Regions from separate parts of the Mus musculus genome. Here region 2 is linked to region 1. Evidence: chromatin contacts called from public ChIA-PET data. All regions are on one chromosome and are shown on one strand. Each heading gives the region's core, a stretch centred on a gene start, on an enhancer-like site or on the middle of the called end of the contact. The rest is flanking DNA. Distances are from core to core; before and after follow the strand shown.

What was found. ChIA-PET counts read pairs in DNA pulled down with a chosen protein or histone mark.
Region 2: an RNA polymerase II ChIA-PET map of memory CD8 T cells shows a contact between it and region 1, with 93 read pairs. The contact joins the enhancer-like site here to the promoter of Kcna3 in region 1. A contact is called at or near these places in 2 of 39 promoter capture datasets (embryonic stem cells and hippocampal neurons), 1 of 484 Hi-C or Micro-C datasets (cerebellum) and 3 of 115 datasets of contacts at active chromatin or transcription factors (the SCID.adh cell line, forebrain and memory CD8 T cells).

What each region holds. Positions count from the first base shown.
Region 1 is chr3:107,034,206-107,038,193 of GRCm38.p6, forward strand. Kcna3 (potassium voltage-gated channel, shaker-related subfamily, member 3) reads left to right here and starts at 1,957. Exons shown (of 1, transcript NM_008418.2): 1 at 1,957-3,924. The coding sequence starts at 2,218. The coding sequence ends at 3,804.
Region 2 is chr3:107,204,332-107,208,442 of GRCm38.p6, forward strand. No RefSeq gene overlaps it. Among named protein-coding and RNA genes, the nearest start is that of Cym, 15 kb to the right of the region's middle. Within about 2 kb of position 2,405, at least 21 of the 459 cell types and tissues checked have an H3K27ac peak or open chromatin away from gene starts, as enhancers often do. A contact at or near this core is called in memory CD8 T cells, where this site is marked.

The DNA.
Region 1 (3,988 bases), core at 707-3,206:
GCAGGGAGAAACGTGTGACCATCCATCACGGGACCATCCTCTGCTCTCATCTCCTTTGCCTTTGATTAATATTAATTTCAGTATTAATTCCTGCAAAAGTAAGAATAAATCATCTCCCCAGTCAGACATAGAAGTGCAAGAAACAGTCTTTAAAAATAGGGTCTTTGCCTCTCAGTGAGCTCTCCTTGTGACACTCCGTCTTTCCCAATCTTAGATTTACAAAAATAAATATGTAAATATTCATCAACTGTTCCCCTAATCACTGGTTAAAATAAGAAGCTGACCATTGCACAACAGATTGCTCTGAAACTGTGTATTTAAGAGGGATTTAAATGGTTTCCCAGTTTCTTCATCTGACAATAGACTCCACTCTCTGCAGTGCCCAGCACTCAGATGGTTGTAAAGCGAAACATGAAGGAATGATAAAACAAAAACAAACAAACAAACAAACAAACAAACGAAAACCTGGTGCTTGTTACACCCCCAAATGCTGCTCTAGAAACTTGTAGGGTGATTGGACTGCTGGCTCAGCTCTCCCTCGCTCCCCAGCCCAGGAATCACAATAGGGTCCTGAACTCAAAAGAAGAAATATCTCCCCAGAGCAGACAGAAATAAATACAAAGCATCACTTGTTGCAGAATTCAGTACAACAAACAAATGCTGAGATCCCAGGATTTCCAAGTTGCTAACAACAGAAGTTGGGCAAGCCCTCTTTATCATAGTTTAGTAGTTGGGAGAGGGGGTAAGAAAAACATGACGACAGATCACTCTTACATCAAACTGAATTTTCAGCTAACTTCATGGAATGAGTGAATGTCTAGACAATAGTTCCTCTTTTGCAAACGATTGCAATGATTCAAGGGGGTAACAGAATTTTGTAACTCTGGTACTTATACTTGGGGTAGCTAAATGTCTGGGAACAGAAATTATGTTTAAAGCAACCAGCACAATTTAGAGAAACAGTTTAAGGGAGATAATATTTTCTGTAGGCCCATATCAAGCAAGAGAGGCACAATCTGCAAAATGAAGGCTTTCCCACATTAACAGCTAAAATACACTTTCTCGAGTTCCCTACTGCAAGGGCAGGTATCATTGTGTTAATTAAACGCTAGGTATTGGGCCTGTTCGTCACACAGTAAGGTGTGGTGAATTTTCTTTACCATTCCCTCTTATTTTTTTCCACTGCCCTCACTAATCCCAACCAGAAACTTGCCCCTGATTCTGCCCGCACTGAGCTAACCATTATAAAAATGAGGTCTCCAGATGCCTTTAAGGACCCTCTTTTTAGACTGCTGGGAAGACTTGAGACCCCATGTTACCCATTAACCCATTGCTTCCTGTCCAAAAATATCGTTTACTGCACCAACACCCAGGTTTTAGCATTATTCTACCCCTCTAAATCCGGATGCTGGCCCCAGACTATCCTATCCTGCACTAGCCCAGACAACCTAGCCTGCAGCCCCTCCTCCCAAGACATTCAGGGTCTGGATGCCTGGATGCCTCCTTTGCTTGGGACTTTTTGTTACCTACTCTAGTGGAACTTGCCCTTCTTGGCAAAGTGTCAAGGGCCAGGAGGCCTCCCTTCGAGGGATGAGGTGTGGTCCTTGCGTGGGTATAACAGCCCTGAGATTAGGTCTCGACCACGCGCGGGAAGGGAACGCGCGCTGACCAGGAGCGAGCAAGCAGAGCCCAGGAACGAGGTCAGGCGGCCGGGTTCCTCCAAGGCCAGCGTGGCTGGGTAGGGGTTCCGCGGAGTCTGGGGAGTGGGGTGCAAGTTGGCGGCGATCCAGTGACAAAGAAGGTCGAGGAACAAGGGTGGCAAGCGGGAAGCGGAGCGCGCGCGCGCGGTGGGCGGGAAACCCGGGGGCGGTGGCAGAGAGGCGGGCGCGCGCCCCGCGGGGAGGGGTGCGGAGGAGGGAGGAGGAGGCGTCTGGACCGTGCAGCCCCGCGGGCCGCGCCAGCCCAGACAGAGCCTCGCGGCAGCCGCAGCAACAGGCGGCGGGGCCGGGCTCGTAGGGCAGAGGCGGCGGTGGGGCGGGGAGCTCCAGGAGGAGCGACTCGGGCCGGCAGCCGCCAGCAGGGAAGGAAAGCACCGCCGCCTCCCGCGCTCGACCGCCGCAGCCCTCCACCCATCACCGCGCCCACCCTGCACCGGACCCCGCAGGAGGCGGCGCGCGCATCCTGCAGAGCCCCGGCCACGCCGAGCTGCCGCCAGACATGACCGTGGTGCCCGGGGACCACCTGCTGGAGCCAGAGGCGGCGGGAGGCGGTGGCGGGGACCCGCCTCAGGGAGGCTGTGGCAGTGGCGGCGGCGGTGGCGGCTGCGACCGCTACGAGCCACTGCCACCCGCGCTGCCCGCCGCGGGCGAGCAAGATTGCTGCGGCGAGCGTGTGGTCATCAACATCTCTGGGCTGCGCTTCGAGACGCAGCTCAAGACCCTCTGCCAGTTCCCCGAGACACTGCTGGGCGACCCCAAGCGGCGCATGCGGTACTTTGACCCACTCCGCAATGAGTACTTCTTCGACCGCAACCGACCCAGCTTCGACGCCATCCTCTACTACTACCAGTCCGGGGGCCGCATTCGCCGGCCGGTCAACGTGCCCATCGACATCTTCTCCGAGGAGATCCGCTTTTACCAGCTGGGTGAGGAGGCCATGGAAAAGTTCCGTGAGGATGAGGGCTTCCTGCGGGAGGAGGAGCGACCCCTGCCCCGCCGTGACTTCCAGCGCCAGGTGTGGCTGCTCTTCGAATATCCGGAGAGCTCCGGGCCGGCCCGGGGCATTGCCATTGTGTCAGTGCTGGTCATTCTCATCTCCATTGTCATCTTCTGCTTGGAGACGCTTCCCGAGTTTCGCGATGAGAAAGACTATCCCGCCTCCCCGTCGCAGGACGTGTTTGAGGCTGCCAACAACAGCACGTCGGGGGCCCCTTCTGGAGCCTCCAGCTTCTCGGACCCCTTCTTCGTGGTGGAGACCTTGTGCATCATCTGGTTCTCCTTTGAGCTTCTGGTGCGGTTCTTTGCTTGCCCCAGTAAAGCCACCTTCTCCAGAAATATCATGAACTTGATAGACATTGTGGCCATCATTCCTTATTTTATCACTCTGGGCACTGAGCTGGCTGAACGACAAGGTAATGGGCAGCAGGCCATGTCGCTGGCCATCCTGAGAGTCATCCGCCTAGTAAGGGTTTTCCGCATCTTCAAGCTCTCCCGCCATTCTAAGGGGCTGCAGATCCTAGGACAGACGCTGAAGGCTTCCATGCGGGAGCTGGGGCTGCTCATATTCTTCCTCTTCATTGGGGTCATCCTTTTCTCCAGTGCAGTCTACTTTGCTGAGGCAGACGACCCTTCTTCGGGTTTTAACAGTATCCCGGATGCCTTCTGGTGGGCAGTAGTAACCATGACAACTGTTGGTTATGGTGATATGCACCCAGTGACCATAGGAGGCAAGATTGTGGGCTCTCTTTGTGCCATCGCAGGTGTCTTGACCATTGCATTGCCAGTTCCTGTGATTGTTTCCAACTTCAACTACTTCTACCACCGGGAGACAGAAGGGGAAGAGCAAGCCCAGTACATGCACGTGGGCAGTTGCCAGCACCTCTCCTCTTCAGCCGAGGAGCTCCGAAAAGCCCGGAGTAACTCCACTCTGAGTAAGTCGGAGTATATGGTGATCGAAGAGGGGGGTATGAACCACAGCGCCTTCCCGCAGACCCCCTTCAAAACGGGCAACTCCACAGCCACTTGCACCACGAACAATAACCCCAACTCCTGTGTCAACATCAAGAAGATATTCACTGATGTCTAATATATGATACGGTTGCCAATTCTGTGCCCAGTATTGTGTGGAACATGCCCCCTTGGTCTGTGTATGCCCTTGATTTATACATTTCCAGACCACTCATCAAGGAAAGTACAAGAAGTGAGGAAGCACACTTCATTCTCCCTATTGCTTCATACTGAAACAGGTGCCTGTTTTTGCAAGTGGGCTG
Region 2 (4,111 bases), core at 1,155-3,654, 170 kb after region 1:
GCAGGGCCAGTTCCTCTTTAGCTGTTACTAGAGGTCAGAGTCAGACCTCTGCCACAGAGACTTCACCACACCACTGCTCACAACACAGTTCTTGCATTCCCAGAGTGAGCAAGAAATGACCGAAGAGAATCTCAGGCTCTTTGCAGCCCAACTTCAGAATCGGTGCCTTGTTGAGCCACCTCTTCTATTTGCTGCCAGCTCTTGTAGGATGTCACTCCAAGCAAACATCTCTTCTAGGATGCAGGACTTGACAGAAAAAATTGTCCAGGAGACATATGTGCAAACACCCACTAGACTCCACAGGGATTGACTTGCAAGCTACAGAAGCTCTTCTTGTCCCTCTTGAATCCAAATAAATCCTACAAGGCTGGTTCAGATCTACAGCCAGGCTGGCATCCAGTGATGGGCATGTCCATGTGGAGTCTTATGTCCAGTTCCTCTGACTCTGGCGAAAGACAATTTCTTTAGAGTCCAGATTTCTAATCTCATTTGTCTCTGTTGGCTGTGCGGAGGACTTCTGGGCATCCTGTGGACTCAGGAAAACACTTTTCTCTATTATTTACTTATTGTCCTCACACGTGGAGAACATGCGCTGAGATCTGTGTCCCTGAGATCTGGGATGGAGACTGTGGCTGTGGTTGGAGGTCACAGGGGAAGACATTACTTTCATATTGTCCTAGCACCAGTTCAAAGCTGCAGGAGGTATGACTGACCCTACAGAACACTGCCAGAGAAGCACACAGGCTTATCTGCAGACTCCTGTTCCCTCTCATGCGCCTTAGGAAGAAAGCTCTAATGGCACAGTTACTCTAGTCCAGATGCTAAGCAGAGTCCTAGGAAAGAAGAAGGTTCTCAAGTGTCATGGCCTGAACTTGGAACCCAGGGGTAAAGCTTCAACCATGGCTATTGGAGACTGCATCTCCCATACCAGAGGAGACTTCCAAGGCCACCACAGTCCTCAAAAGAGAAGTGAAACTCTACCAAAGAGAAGAGGGAAATGAGTTTTCCCATTGTGGTGGTTAGAATGTTTGGATCCCATAGACTCATGTGTTTGAATGCCTAGTCCATGAGGTGTGGCACTATGAGGAGGTGTGGCCTTGTTGGAGTAGGCATGGACTTGTTGGCAGAATTGTGTCACTGTGGGGGCAGGCTTTGAGGTCTTTGGTGATCAATCTCTGACCAGTGTTGGGCCAGTCTCCTCCTGGCTGCCTTCAGATCAAGATGTAGAACTCCCAGATTCTTCTCCAGCACCATATCTGCCTAGACGCTGCCATGCTTCCCGCCATAATAGACTAAACCTCTGAAATGTAAGTCAGCCCCAATTAAATGTTTTGTTTTATAAGAGTTGCCAGGGTCATGGTATCTCTTCACGACCATGAAAATCCTAAGACACCCATCTCATTCAAGCCCAGCCTTGGCACCAGCCCCAAATCCCCATAGGATCTCGTGGGTCAGATGCTAGCACTGTAAATGCTGAGGAGGGGTGGGGCAGGATTCCCTGCTGACCTGGAAGACCAGTGCTGCCCTGAATCCCTTAAGACACACACAGTAGACACATTCTCCCCGGACAGCTCAGCTCAGCACACAAACCCAGTATCACAACATTCCAGAAAGATTGGAGAGACAGGACTCTGGAGACCAAAAACAGAAAGAAAAGCTAATCAGAGATATCTGGAGTTATGGGGTCGAAGACTGGGACTCCTTTTTTATCTGTGTCCTGAAGAAGCTGCCACTATGCTTTGCATGAGGGAGACAGTCAACTCTATTGTCTACTTGACCACTGCCCCCAAAGTCACCTGAAGTGGCCAAGAATGTCCCAAGGTATAAACAAGATGCTCTAAGTTGGTCTGGTCACTAGAGGGCGCTCCAGGACTAGAGCTGCCTCCTGGGCTGGAAAATTGAAGATCCTGTGTTTGTTTATTCACTCAACATTAAGCACATTAATACAGAACAATTCTATGCCAACGCTAAACGCTATAAAGAGTTGGAAATGACTCATCTTTCATTAGAAAGCCAGAAAATATGAAAAATAAATAGTGTATTCATGTTTACCCATGAATGAAAAATAAAATAAAAAAGGCATGGCTGCTCCTAGGTATGGTGAAGGGAAAACCTCACTGTAGATAAAGGGCGAGAGTAGCCAGAAGCAGGGACATTTAAGAGAGTCCTGAGTGGACATGATCCTGAGCTATGTGAGAAGGGAGAACCAGACCAAGAGGCCAGGGGATGAAAGGGAAGGGCCAGGTAGCCAAACTGGTTAGATCATATAGGGAAGGGCAGCTCGGGAAGCCCTGGGCTGAAAGAGTTTAGGGTAGGGGACAGGGGATACTAGTCATACCCTGTAGCAAGTAGGGACTGAGGGATGCTGGGAGAACCCGTGTCTGCTTTGATATGTTAATGAGCACTTCAGTTAGCATTTGACTCTGGTTTGACACTGAACAACCCACAGGTTCTCTCCCTCCTAGTGCACTGCTAACATTCTTTCATATCTTTGCCCATATCTTTTTCATATCTTTGCGTTCTCATTGACCCTGCCTTTCTGGCCTCACTTTCAAGCTCAATATTCTTAGTCTTGTTCAAACTCTCCACTCAAACCCACTGATAACTGTTGGCCTTTAGTCTAGGCTCTGCCCCACAGTTGCCTGGCAACTATAGTGTGTCTGACTCACTATAAAAGGGGCTGCTAGCCTCCTCCTCCTCCTCCTCTCTCACTCCTCCTGCTCTCTTACTCTTTCTCTGTTCCCTTACTCCTGTTCCCTCTCTCTCTCCATCCCCCCATGTGCTCATGGCCAACGCACCTCTCCCCCCCCTCTCTCTCCCTCCCTTTCTCTCTCTGCCTTTCTCTGTCTCTACTCCCTCAATTCCCCTCCCCATGTCATGCCCTAAATCAACTCTATTCTATACTATACCAACAATGTGTGGCTTGTCCCTCAGGGGAAAAGGATGGGCCAACAGAGGCACCCCCTTCCCCACACCTGACTGTACCTTCACCAAATGTATTCCTTCTCTCCCTTATCTTTTTATAAAACACACCAATAACCACATGCACTTCCTGCTTGCTTGATTTGGGGTGTTTTCTTTTGTCTAATTTGCAGCACTGAGAATCGAAGCCAGGACCTTGTGCATTCCAGGAAAACACTAGATAAGGAGCTTTGCTTCCAGATGCATTCATATGTCTGTGTGTCTACAAAAGAGACCACATAGGAGGTCCTTTCTCTGTGCTTACTAATGGACACAGTGCCTAGAGCAGTGTGTCCCATTCTAAAATGACAAGTGACAACTTAGGGGTAGGACTCAGCCATCAGTTATTCCTGCCATTTAGTAAAAGAGGGTTTGGGACTAACAAGTTCCTTCTCAGAGGAGGTGATGCTCAAGCTGGCACGAAGGTTGAGGCGCACGTGAAGGTAGAGAAGGCGAGGAACACAGCACGCCTCAGGACAGCAGAGATGGCAGAGGCAAGCTGTGTGAGTCTGGGTACACACAGGCAGATGGACAGTCCTGATGTCCCTCTTGGTGTTGGTACTGTGCTCTTCCCACAGTTGCTGCATGCTGTGCCCTCAGGGATGAGCAGAGCTAAGTGACAGCAGCCAGGCTTCATCCCTCAGCTGCCCTCACCTTCCCCAAGTCCTCACTTCCGGCTCTCAGTGTGGTTATCACTGAGCCATGCCATTCTGGACTCTGCCATGGGGCAGTCCCTGCCATTCCTGTCTGTTCTGTTTTCCCTTCTGCCACTGGAAAGAAACAAGCTGCACAGCCCCAGGAAAACAATCCATCATTTTGTCATAACATTTCCATTTCAAAGGCTTCCTTCCCAAGCGGCTCCCTGGGCTAACACTTCCTCTTATTAGGATGAGAACTGGCAAGGAGCTTAGTGATGGGGAGGTTGGGGGGGGATGGCTGGTGTGTGTCTGTCTGTCTGTCTGTCTGTCAGTATTGTATGTCTGTGCATGTCTATGTGTGTCTGTGTGTAGGTGTGTTTGTATGTGTGTATCTTTATGTGTGGTGAGTGTGTCTGTGGGTATATCTGTGGGTGTATGTGTGTGTATATCTGAATCTGAGTGTGTGTCTGTATGTGTATCTGTATGTCTGTGAGTGAGTGTGTGTGTGTGTG